Linked DNA regions of Strix aluco: region 1 is linked to region 2. The links are chromatin contacts, called in public Hi-C maps. All regions are on one chromosome and are shown on one strand. The core of a region is the stretch at or near the end of the contact, and the rest is flanking DNA. Distances in the headings are between cores, read along the strand shown. Region 1 holds the start of GPCPD1 (glycerophosphocholine phosphodiesterase 1). Region 2 holds the start of COMMD1 (copper metabolism domain containing 1).

Evidence for each region. A called contact is a pair of places that touch in the nucleus more often than the background predicts.
Region 1: a contact with region 2 is called in a Hi-C map of brain, with 5 times the contacts expected there. The contact joins the promoter of GPCPD1 here to the promoter of COMMD1 in region 2. A contact is called at or near these places in 2 of 2 Hi-C or Micro-C datasets (brain and heart).

What each region holds. Positions count from the first base shown.
Region 1 is chr3:11,171,904-11,178,489 of bStrAlu1.hap1, reverse strand. GPCPD1 (glycerophosphocholine phosphodiesterase 1) reads right to left here and starts at 4,077. Exons shown (of 20, transcript XM_074817353.1): 1 at 4,056-4,077.
Region 2 is chr3:11,016,096-11,022,621 of bStrAlu1.hap1, reverse strand. COMMD1 (copper metabolism domain containing 1) reads left to right here and starts at 3,920. Exons shown (of 7, transcript XM_074817326.1): 1 at 3,920-4,158. The coding sequence starts at 3,961. It overlaps CRLS1 (cardiolipin synthase 1), which reads left to right. Exons shown (of 7, transcript XM_074817331.1): 6 at 227-318; 7 at 2,003-2,933. The coding sequence ends at 2,090.

The DNA.
Region 1 (6,586 bases), core at 2,828-5,327, 160 kb before region 2:
TGCGGATAATCTGTATTTGACAACATGCTGATGAGAAAGTCAAAAAGCAACAGACTTACACCAAAATATATTGTGTTACATTTCTTCCCCTCTCTCCTCCCCAAAAGCCCCCAAACCCTGTCTAATAAACTATTAGTAGAAATTTCTGATGTAAAGCTATCAACACAAAACTGTCTTTGGTAACATTATGTTTAATGATGACTGGATAACACAAAACAGATTTTTCAATGAGGGTAAAATACAACTTACAAAGTATCTTTCTAAGGGGTGATTTTTAAAAAAATATCCAGTTATATCAATTTTTTTATAGGTACTTAATGGGATTTTTCAAAGGTAATTAGACAGACAATTAAAATGAGACAGCTAGGTACCTAGGTATCATGATATTCCTGGAATGCATTTTAATACTTTCAAACATCTGGTTCTTAAGAATATTTTTAACCACTATATTACTGAATTTGGTTAGTTATCTGTAGAAAAATAAAGATAATTTGTGCACAAACAGGCTCTTTCATATGGTTACATTTCACCACAGACCACAGTGCAGACTACTGCTACTGCACAAAAGTAAATACATGCTCAATTATTTTAAAATATCACTCATTTTTTTGCATATAAAGATGAAAAGGGTAAGGACTAGAAGGCTGCAGTGGTTTTTCTTTTATTTTTCTGATTTTAAGCTGACATTCTCCACCTTTGAAGTACAGACTCATGAGACCTAGCAACACCGAGAAGAGGTCCAACGGCCGCCTGAAGCAGGGGAAAGGTGCCCCAGTCCCAGACAAGTCATTTGACAGCTGCGAGTGCAGGCGGGCAGGAGCGGGGCTGATGCAGGGCACCACAGCCCTCCGCAACCTCCCTCGGGAAGTCTGCATCTCAACACTACCACGCACTGCAGGAGAAGGCACTGTACTTATATTTCACCTTCTTGAAAGCTGTGCTATATGCAGCAATAGAAAATCCACCACGTGTCGTGGTGGTATGCTGAACAAAGAGAGATGAGCCTAATCACGTAAAACTGCTGTTTTAAGACACAGTTTTGTCATTTTTAATCACAGCCTTAGACTCTCGAGCATAAAAATATCAACTCATGCTACTTCAGACTATACCTTTAAGTGATATCTATTCAAATCCAATTAAACTTGTAGTATTAAGAAAGATTTTTGTTGCTTGTGGTTGGTCCTAACAAAGTATCAGAATATTATAGAGTACATCTAAAGTAACAAATTAGGTATGTACTAAAATTAAGTAACAATAGTTGACAACACCTGGATTTTAGAACAAGGTCAGAGTATATGCTTTCACTCTAACTGCAGAATTTTTAGAAACAGCATCAACTCCTTCATTTTCACCCAAACAACCAGAAAGTTCTTCCTTCCCCCCTCCTCACCTTGACTGTGTGAGGAAGGACAGTCACAAAGTCAGCAGCTCTCTCATACTGCATTGCAGTATTAACACTGGACAGAGAACAAACTTGCATACAAGATTTGGACATGCTGTTCTGATTTAAAGGCAGGAATTTTACCAATAGGGTCATGCTGACATTTCGAAAGAAGCAAAGCCCAAGTACTATTTCTGAAACAGCATCACCTTAATATATAGCAATGGAGAAAAGTATCTTTAAGATGCTATATTCAGTACCAATTTAACTACCCATTTGCAGGGCCAAGCCGGTCCTGGTAATCAAACACAAGATCCCTATCTAAAATACTATGTTCACCTGTAATGCCCTGTTTTGTTTTAAATAACAAGAACATAATGGTTTTCAGCATTTCTAAAATACCTGTCCATGTAGCAGACTCTTCTTTCTTAGCTATGTCCCAGCAGTTTTGCAAAGTTCTTGAAAAAGACAGAAAACGGCTGGAGCATATTTGCAAGTAAACCGGAACAGCCTCAGTTTGACTTCTCTTGGCTGTAGTGTTGTTCATTATTGAAGTGTGGCTGACAACATCTTAACCAGGTAGTAATTTAGCTCTTTGTGATCATACTAACATTCCTCACTTAGAAATGACACAGACAAATAACACGTATAATGCTCCGCACAGCTCTCAGTACAACAACAAACAACTTTTTTTAAAGGGTTTGGAAAGCCTGCATTCATTTTAGTAAGGAGCAACCTGCTTTACTAAGAGATTAATTATGTGGCAGTTTAGTAGTTTCTATTAAGACAAACAGCATTCTCCTGATTCTTTAGTATTTTCTGTAGTTATTTTACAGACAACAGAGCTACAATAGAAATATACATAAAAATCTATAAGGAAAAATATTTTTTATAATAAAAAATAATTCCACTTAGCAACCATTTCACTCTACCACGAACATTTAAAATGCTTTGAAGGCTAATCTCCACCTGACAGTGCATGCTTTAATGAATTAAAACACGAACACCCTGCAAGACAAGCTATTGATTGAAAAGGAAAAAGAAAAAATAGGAAAATGAATCTGTGCCTCTTGCAACATCCTGGTTAGGAAGCAGGTAACAAAGTTAATCCAGAGTTGTCTCGGTGGTCCCTACGGGATCGAGAATACTGAATCGCGAGCCGTTACTATTATAACACGTTCCTTCAGTCCCAAGCAGAGCCCAAGAGCAGAGCAAGCCTTCCCCACCCCCCGGCAGAGCCGACCGGCACGGCAGGATGCCCGCCCCCCCCCAGCACCCCGGGACGTACCGAGCGCTCCCGGCCCGCCGCGGGCGGCCGCCCCACCGCCAGCCCCGCACAGCGCAGCGCTGCCGTCGGCTCCCGGCCGGGAGGCGGCGCGCCGGTCCGCCCCGTCCCAGCCTCCCGGCCGCTTGCATAATGCGGTAGCCGCGGGACCGCCCCGGGCGACGGCTTTCGGCGAGGACGTAAATAAACAGCCCCGCCGGGCCGGCGTGTCCCCGCCCAGCAGCCCGCCGAGCCGCACTCCCCGGGTGACGGCCCGGGCCCGGCCGCCGCAGTAGCGTCGGAAGCCCGGCGGGCCCGCTGCCCTCCCGGTACGATGCCCCCCCCTACCCCAGCACGAGTCGTGCGGCATCTCGGTCACCCCCGGCGGCACACAGCCCCTCCCCGCCACCGGGCGGGCAGCCGCCCCCCCCTTCCCCGGGACCCCGCACTCTTCCCCCAGCTCCCCTCGGAGCCCAGCGCCGCGCCTCCCCCTCAGATCGCCACACAACAAGCGATCCCCCCCACCCCGGGACCGCCGGCGGGGAGCGCGGCGACGCTCCCACAGCGGAGCGTCAACCCACGCACTTCTCAGGCCCCAGGTCCCCCCCAGGGGCATACACCAACCGTCCCCCGCCGCCGCCGTACGGCCCCACCACGACACCGGGCCGGCGGCGCGGACTGACCTGGCCGAGCGCCGTTCCCGGCTCCCAACCAACCCCTTTGTGCGGGGCTACGGGCGGCGCCGCCGGGGCTCCCTGCCCCGCCCCTCCTCCCGCGGCCAGGGTCCGCGGCCGCTGCCCGGGGCCTCCCGACAGCGCGGGAGCGGGGGGGCACGGCCGGCGCGGCCACCAACCGGTTCCAGCTGCCCCCGGCCGAACCGGGGAGGGCGGAGGAGGTGGCGCCACGTGACCTGCCCTCGCCGACGCGTCACTCCCCGCGGCTCGGCCCCGCCTTCCCGCCGCAGCCAATAGGAATCCAGCAGGAAGAGCGGGGGAAGACCGTGTCTTTTCCTCGAAAGCCTCGGGCCGGGGTGGGCGGGGCCTAGCGGGGGTGGGCGGGGCCTGAAGGGGCGGGGCTAAGGCAAGGGTGCGTGAGGGGAGCCGGGGCCGTGGGAAGGGGCGGCTGAAGGGGGCAGCGGGGGCGCGGAGGGAACCAGCCGGCTTGCGGCCGCCAGCCCGCGACACAGCTCCACCCTCCCCGTCTTTCCTCAGCGCCACGCACCAGCAGTTACCCGCATCGCCACCCACCGAGTGCCGAGCGCTGGCCCCCCGGGACCTCGCTCGGGGAAAGCAGCACCGCTGCCCCAGCGCCCTCCCCGCTCCGCGACGCGAACCGGCCCCCCCCCAGGTCCGACCATCCCCCGCCGCACTGCCCCACCGAGCTCCCCCCCAGCCGGCGGCGCGGACTGACCTGGCCGAGCGCTGCATGCGGCTCCCCGACTCCTTTGTGCGGGGCCACGAGCAGCGCTGTCGAGGCTCCTCCTGCCGCGGCCACTCCCGGGGCCGCCTGACAGCGCACGGCAGGCGGGGTGCTGGGGGGGGGGGGGGGGGGGGGCGGGCGGCGTGGCCGCCAACCGGTTGCAGTTGCCCCCGGCCGAGCTGGGGAGGGGGCTGACCCACGTGACCTGCCCTCGCCCATACATCACTCCCCGCGGCTTCGGCCCCGCCTTCCCGCCGCAGCAAATAGGAAGCGAGCAGGAAGGGTGGGGGCGGACCCCGCGTTTTCCTCGAGAGCCCCGCAACTGAGGGGCTGCTGCCTGAGGGAGGTGAGGGAGGGCTGGGCAGGGGTCTTGCTGAGGCGGAGCAGGTTCCCACTGCCATCTTCCTACCCCTGAGACCACCTTACCTCAGGCCAGGTCCCCAGTACCCAGCCCGGGGCCGTGAGTACCTGGGGGCAGGTAGCCCTTTTTCCCTGAGGTGCCGTTGGGTCACACTGTCCTAAGCCAGCTGTGAGCTCACGGCATCATGGGCCCTACTGCTTCTTTTTGGAGTATGAAGGGGTGGGCAGCACGCCTGTTCTTGAAAGACTTTGGTCTCTGTGGGTTTGATGTTGGCCCTCTATCTCCATGTGTGTTTTTCTAAGGCTCCACCGTTGCAGGTGTGCCAGCCCTGCCGGCAGGCTGTGGCCTGCGTCACCTGCTGAAATGTGGGGTGGCAGGAGCTGGTGCCCCCTCCTCCCCACAGCCTGGGTTGGGGCTCTCAGGGAGCGCCCCCTGCTGTCACGCAGGTTCTTCCTCTGTGCAGGTATAGATAGCTGCCTGTGTGCCCAGTTGTATGAGCAAAAGGGTTGTCATTCATGGTACCGCTAAAACATGTCTTCACAGCAATGGCACCAAGGCAATCCAATGTGGGAGTGCCCATGCTGGAGTTTTGAAGCTGCAGGCAACGTTTAAGCATGATACTTGTCTCTGTTTCAGGGTAGCTGAGACTATTGGGCGAAGACCCTGGGGAGATTTGCTGCACTAAAAGGTAGTATTGTGTTGGGGACTATGACCTTGTGGCCTTCCTGAGACCTGATTTTATGATAAAAAGGGTATCCCACTGGAATTCACCCAACAAAGTGTTAGCGAATAAAAGGAAACTATTTTTCTCCGTGTTTTTGAGGGAGATTTGTGCTCTGTTTTGTAGCATAGCTCTGGAGTATAGTATGACCAGTCCTTTCACTCTAATAATAAGCTTGCATAAATAGTTTGGTAAGTAATTTGCTTCTGCTTTATAAAACTTGTGTCAGCTGACAAAGAAGCTACAGTTTGAGTATGCAGAGAAACCACTTACCCTGTCTTGCATTGGGAGTTAGCACTGTTACAAGTATGCTGCTCCAGGCTGTACTTCCATCTGTCGTTTAAATAGAGGGCTCTTTTTCCATTCATTCATCCCCTGCAAACCCAGCCATGTTTATAAGGAATTTGTGACACAGCCCTGGATGTTCTAGGGAAAATGAATGTTAGTATCAGATGTTCTGTACCAGAAAAGTATGTAATACTTCTGAATTGCTGAGGTCTTTATGTGGATATTGCAAGATCAGTGTATCCTGCTTAAAGGAGAAAGTGGTAGGGGGAGGTGTGCAGTAAAAGGAAATGGTAGCCAAAAGCAGTTTATTTTGAAGACAAAAGGATAAGAGGAATTCCTCTGGGTAAGGAGGAGGGAGGGTTGGTGGACAGTGCTTGTTGGAAAGTGAGGACCTTGTTAAACACAAATGAACTGCTCTAGTTACAAACCCTTAGTAATTAAGTAAACATTAGGAGCCATCACTTCTACAGGTATAATCAACAGCCAGCTGAAGGAGGAGGAAGAAAAATCTTTAGAGAAAATACTATTTAGAAAAGTAATTGCCTACTTGTTTTCTCTTGCCCTTTTTTAAGATTTATTAGTTCAAGTCATTTCTTGTAAAGCTGGGATAGAACTGAACACTTTAAAACATGCTTTGGTGTGTTGAATTTTTCAAAAATAGGTCTTTGATATGATGCCGGTCATGTTCTAAAATTGTACCATTAAATTTTTGTTAAAAACTAGAAGTTTCAGCCTCTTTCTGCCCAACTGTTTATTTCAAAAAATGTCTGTGTCTAGTCAAAACTATTATTGCGTTTCCTAAAATAACTTATTATAGCTAAAAATTGCAATTTAGGCCCTAGATAGATTCAAAAAATACTCATGTGTTCATTTAATTAAAGATGTACATCTCCCTACTTCTTCAGTAAGAGACGTTAATATAATTAGCTAAATTGAAGTGCTTAGAGAATTCTCTTTTTCTCCTTGTAAACTTATGTGGTTGATTTCAGCTAAAAGCTGACATTCTGTCAAATAAACCATTTTTTAATTCTTTGAGTGTCTTAAAATAGTATATATTTATTCATTTGGAAAATGTTAATAAGCATTTCTATGCTGTATTAAGAGAAGCAGCTGATTCTAAACAGCGCAATTAGTCATGGCAACTTTCAAGGA
Region 2 (6,526 bases), core at 2,671-5,170:
AAATAGTGCCAGCTAATTTGGAGGCGACTTGCATCCTGATTTTCAATAATACTCTGTCAGAGCACATGCTAATTTTGAGTGTGTAAAATGATTCATTAAAAGAGGTTTCTAAACAAGTTTTCTGTATATAGACTAATACGTAAACCAGTAATAAAAGTGTATATTGGTATTCCTTGCATAGTACACGTCTTCATTTTGGTCACATTTCCTATTTTGCTTTTATCAGATGAATACAGCGGTTCAGCTAATTTTGGTGGCAGCTTCTTTAGCAGCTCCTGTTTTCAATTATGTGGACAGCATATATCTGCAGACATTATGGTAACTTATCTCTTCACTTTTTTTTTCAGATAATACAATGTACTCCTAAAGAAACTGGTAATTGAGATTAATCTAATTGTGTGGAACAAAAAACTGTGCCCAGATGATGTAGTAGACCTGTATGCCTGAATTTTTGCATGTTTATTCTTAACTGACACAGGACCTAGATATTTATTGGTACTTAATTTACTATACAAGCAAAAAGTAGTCAAAGGAAGCTAGTTAAGATCTGGGAATAATAGCTGAGAAACAAGTCTTCAGAATAGACATGATGTACACAGGTAAAATGTAAATTCAGATTAATAGAAAAGAAAGTAGAAACGCTCTATGGGCTCTTTATTGGTGTAATATGCTTATATGCTGTAAGGGTCCTTGGAAAAGCAACCTTGATATCAGTAAAAAAATAGACAGGAAGTGTTTTCTTACTTTTGCTTTGTACTGTATCTGCTGTCTTGAAATCTAGGTTTCTGAAGCCACTTTGAAAAGCACCTGAAGAGATCGGTGATTCCTGCTAGACTATAGGAAGGAAGGGGAGGGATCAAATGAAAACAGGCATACAGGAACGTACCTCCTTATGTAATGGCTGTTCCTTTCACTGCTATCACTGCAGATCTGAACTGTATCTGAATCCGAATTGTAGCTGACAGCAGGTGTACAAGTGCAGTTACTTCTCCTGAGCAGTTAGGTAAGAGTTCAGAACAAAGAGGCTGAACAGCAGATAGCAGAATTACTTAGTAACTTAGTTTAAAGCAGTGGAAAATCCAGTGTTACTTGCATTTTATTAAAAAAAAAAAGCCCACAAACCAAAACCCAAAGCTTTTAGGGAACTAGGAACCTTGATCTTAACAGTCAGTGGGGTTTTTCATCCTGTTGGAGAGCCAGATCTAGAATTGCATCTGTGAAAGACGCTTACCTTGCTGCTTGTCCGGGACCATGAGAGAGTTATGATGTCATGAATAATGGAGAAATGCTGGGTGTAACTTACCAGGCTCCTCTTTAAATGCTCAAAAATGACCTGGATGAGTCTGGCAGTGTGTCCAGGGAGGGCAGCGGTGATGGAGGGGCAGGGCTGTAGCGGTGGCTCACACCTGCGTGGTGTCAACCTTTGACACAGAGGAGCACTGCTAATTTAGAAATTTTATTTATTTATTAATTAATATTATGGTTATTACCCAGTGTCTGGGAAGGGGACAAAAGAGGCTGAAGCCAAAACTTGTGCTTTAGCTTTGGAACTTGGTAAAACAGTAAGTTCAAGTCTTGTATGGTTTGTATGTTTTGAATGCCCCCAATTCATATTACGAAGGGATACTTTCTCACATCAGTTCTCAAGTTCTCAAGCTGGTAAAAACGATAGAGGGTACAAATAGTGAAACAGACATTTTGTCTTCCCTTCTCTAAAACAAGTGCTAATATGGTAAAAATTTGGCCTAGTGTGCTGAAGTACACTGAAGTACTGAAGTACTGAAGTAGCACACTGAAGTATGCTACTTAGTGCTGGCTGGCAGTTCCTTTGTTTATCTAATCTTCCATTTAGCACTGAATTTCAGCGTATAAACTGTAAACTGCATTTCTGTAGGTCATAGTCCTTGACTGTGTAGTGAAACATAGGGAAGACGCTTAAAAATAACACTTTTTATTATTGTACTTAGATTCAAGCAACTTACAGGAACTGTTTTCCCCAAAGGTGCATCACGGCTTTCACAACGGTAACATCTGCGTACAGCTATTACCACTATGGCCGAAAAACGGTTCAGGTGATAAATAACAAATGAAGTATTCCTGAAAGGACCGGGTCTTGGCAGCGTGGTGTGCCCTACTGCCGAAGAGCGTTGTATTGCAGCTGAGTTTTGGATCAAGAACTCTTGTTTTTCTGCTTAAACCATGGCATCGCAATGAAGTGAAGTTTCAACATGTACTGTGTATATACATAGAGAGAGACTTTTCAATGTATTTTTAATTTGTTTAAAAATAAGGTTGTTTACAACAACAAATAAATAATATTCTTAAAGACACAGGTTACCGGTTGCTGCCATGTGCATTCTGAATAATTTTATACTGTTTTTTAAGTCAAAATATGCACTTTTCACCAGCTTTTCGCCATCTTCATGCAAGGCACTGAGTAGGCTGAGATCAAGAACAAAAAGTGATTATAAGAACAAATTTGTCTTTGTACCTCAAACTAAGTCAGTAAACCAGCGTTGCTCATTAGGACTTAATGACATACCTCAGTTTGCAGCAGAAGAAAGCAGGAACAATATCTTCAGAAATTTATACCAGAGTGATAGAAATTTTACCTTGTATTCCGTGGTGATACAGATAAGCCATGAAGAGTTACTACCTTGCTCCCTTTCCTTTCTATGTATGAGCAACAGTGAACTGTACTCGTCAGAGAAGAGTTTTGAGTCTCAGAAGGGTCAGCCGTGCAGCGAAGAGTCTGTACCCACATGGAGTTACATTTCTCATCCTATGTGTTCATTTCTAGAGATTGAAAGAAACTCCTGTATCTCCAGATTCTTTAAAGCTTCTAAAGGTGCTGTTTAATCTAAATGTGTGAAAAAGGATGCTTTAAATATTGTTCAAATGAATGGAGAGACTGGAATAAATTTTTACATGCACGTACTGTTAGTTCTTCCTGTACCTCTAGCTTCTGGAGGGGTATGGTGTGCTCCCCCTCAGGCAGGGGCAACTTGCACATGTTCTTTGCCTGTTCTCTACTTACAAAAAGATGCAGAATAAAGAACTAGGCAGAACAGATCATGTTGATCATAAATTTATGTTTTATATTTTTGAGCAGTGTGGGTATTTGTCTGTCATGAAAAAGAGTGCAGCTATGAAAGGCTTAAATAATGGAAATCAAATGGTAAATGATACTGTATTACTAGCAGAAGAAAATTTGCAGTAGACATCTCTTGAGAGCACAGTTTCTTTTGTGACTGCATATCTTGTGTATATACAAAGCATTTTAATATTTTTTTATATTTAAACTTGTATAGCAGTGCACAGAGAAAACACTTGATTTTTATTAGTACCCTTTTCTTAACTGTGTTTTGTGATCTACCCTGCATCTTACAGCAAAGGGACAGAGAGCAAAGCCTATGGAAGTTTCCTTAAAATATCTAAGTATTTAGTAAAATAGAGTGCTTTTTCTTGGAAGAAACAGTTTAGAAAGAAATTTATTGTACCCAGGCATGTCATTCCTGTTTGGTTCTGGTTAATGGGATTGGGTTTTAGTTGTGGGGTTTTTTGGGGAGGGTGGGGCGTGTGTTCTCATTTTTTCCTCTGTTAATCACAGATACCTTTGAAGCACTGCATGAAAGCTTCAGGGGCTGGAGGATACTGGCCAGCGAAGGCTCCGTGTTGGTGCGTGTCGTTACACCTGTGTGGGTCGGAAATGAAATGTACAATTGTTCGGCAGTGCGTGCCTCGGTATTTGCGTGAAATAAAATCCGTCCGGATGGCAGAGCCACTGCTTTTTCCACTTACGCGGCGGGTACTTGATAGTCACGATCAGCCTGCGAAGAGCGCGGTGCGTCTCTTCCGGCGGGGACACGCGTGGGCGCCTGCCAGCGCGGCGCGGCGTGTCCCCCCGCGGCCGCCGTACTCGCGGGCGGGCCGGGACCGGCGGTGGCTCCGCCCTCAACAATGGCGGCGCCTGAGCCGCCGCCGCCGCCGCCGCCCGAGGGCTCCAAGCCGCTGAGTGCGCTGCTCAGCGGCATCGCCCAGGCCGCCTACTACGGCAACGCGGACATCACGGAGGAGCTGCTGCGCGGGCAGCTCTACCCCGAGGCGGCGCCGGAGGAGTTCCGCGCCCTGCGCGCCAAGATGGGCGGCCTCCTCCAGGTACCGGGGCTCGGGGGGGGCCTACCCCGGGGGAAACCCTTCCCGCCGCCGCTGGGGTGTCCGGCGCCCCGCTCCACACCGGGACGAGCGTCTTCCTCTCCGGCGGGGGGCTCTGGCGGCAGCTGGGACTGGGGGTGCTGCCGCGGGGGTGAAAGCGGCCGCCCTCAGCGCGGGGCTGAGCTGTGCCGGGCGCTTCTAGTTCCAGGCCTGGCGCCAGGGCAAGGCTGGGAGCACAGCCCGGCCCAGCCGTGGCCGGGAGGGCAGAAGCAGCCGGCGTAGCCCAGAAGCAAAGGTTGTAGCCCTCACCCTGCACGAGTCGTGAGTGGCGAGCGCCCGGCTCGGACGGGCTTTCCTTCCCCGTCCCCGCAGCAACAGCAGCCCGGCAAGCCGGTGCGCAGAGAGAGGTGAAAGCCGACTCGTGGGTTTTACACTCGTGGAAATAACTACCACTCTTTGAGGACTTTCTGAGAAGAGCTGCTGTTCAAAATACAGATTCCTTACAAGAAAACTGTATTTTGGGAAAACTGTCATCAATTACGAAGAGAGCTGTTTTAAATAGCAAACAAATTTTGCTTTATGTCTAAAAGAATAGAAGCTATTTTCCTCCAGAATGGGTTTTTTTTGCTCTCCGTTCAAAGCGTAGCGTAGTTCCCGGCAGCTCGATGTGGCACAGGGAGCCCCCGGGTGCGAAATACTTAGATGGCCGCTGCCACCTGGTGGTTAAATCCACGACTGCTTTGCAGGATTTACAAACTTGGTCGGTAGTTTTTCGTACGCTCATGTGAGGAAAAAAAAATAACTAAATGCAGTAGCACAGTTTTGGCTGCATAATTTCTCATGCCCAAACCCCCGTATTTATCAGTGAGCTCTTTATGTTGTCTTTTTCCCTTGCATGTTTGCTTGTTCTGCTTTCCCTATTGCTACACGTTATTTTTACTGCATGCTATTTATACTGCTGAAGATGATCAATCTGATTTTCAAAACATCTTTTACATTATTGTTCTCTAAAGAATCCTTGGGATAACTTTGTGTTAGTCTGTATGATGGAAAAAAAGACAAATTTTAAAAGGAATTGACTTTGCTTGCTTTTATCTGTGTTCTTATTTGTTACAAGGTCAAAAGTAAGTGTGCTGTGCTTATTAAAAGAAAAACTAGTGTAAAAGTCCTCTTTTTTTTCTCTGTATTGCTGCTTCAGTATGTTAGTGCAAACATGCATGTTCACCCAGCAGATGCTACCTTAAATGACTGAATCATTAAGTGCAGTGTCACCAGATTCAGCAGAGCACCCAGCTTAGTCTCTCCTAATTATTCTGTGCCCACAGCGCTGTTATAACGCAGTAGCCTCCCTCTTTGTGGATCAGATAAGGGACTGCACGTCTGAAACGTGCCACTTTGATATTTCTTTATTGTCGCTCACGCCTGAAGACAGTCACCTTGTTGGGCAGAGCGATCAGATCTGCCACGTGTTCTGCAAGATGCAGTACACCAGCTGGGAAGTATGGTGTGGCCAAAGTGGGGGGTCTTGCCCCTTTTGCTCCATGCACTGCCGCTTCTCCTTAACCTTTTGACAACTACAGTGCTTTGTGGACTGCTCTGGGAGTGAACCATTTTCTGTCAGATTACTGAATAACTCAAAGGGAGGAAGAAAAGGAGAATTACTGCAAAGTTCCTGAGCTTATATTGTCTCCTGACAAAGATCTGACGAGCATCATGGATGATTAAAGGAGACAGTTGGGGTGACATAGCTGGGAGTGAAGGGGAGCGAGAAGCAAGATGTGCTCTTTCCTCAGCAGCAAGCTGTTTTGCTGGCATATTGAAGTCAACCGAAATCAGTAGCTGTTGATATACTGAATTTCTCTGAATTGGACACACTGCCTGTTCTCTGTGCTGTCTCGTGAGGTGGTGGTCACCTGCATTACCAGAACTCAGGAACCAAAGCCCAGTGAGGATCAGTGTCTGAATCCATGGCTAAAAGCCAGGAAGTTTTGAGTTCTACCAGACAGGATCACTGAAAAAAAAGATGGCTTTCTGCTGTATCATATTCTTTTAGAAAAAGAAGCTAATACTCCCTACACCTTCATCCCTCCCCGTGTATTCTGGCTGATATTTCAACACTTTGTTGTAGATTCCTGTTCAATTCTTCATTCACTTTTCAGTTTTATTTTTAAAATTAGTTTCATTTCTAAATCTGCCGAAGTCAAATTTTACTGTGGTACCCATTCTCCCCTGTTCTGATAGTAATTTTTCAGACCTGATGATTATATGGGGGTTTTTTTCTCACTCGTTTTGCTTGGTGCTTTTTTCTGGGGTAGTTTTGACTTACCTCTGAGAGACGTGGCAGATAACACAAGAAACACAAGTAGTGTTT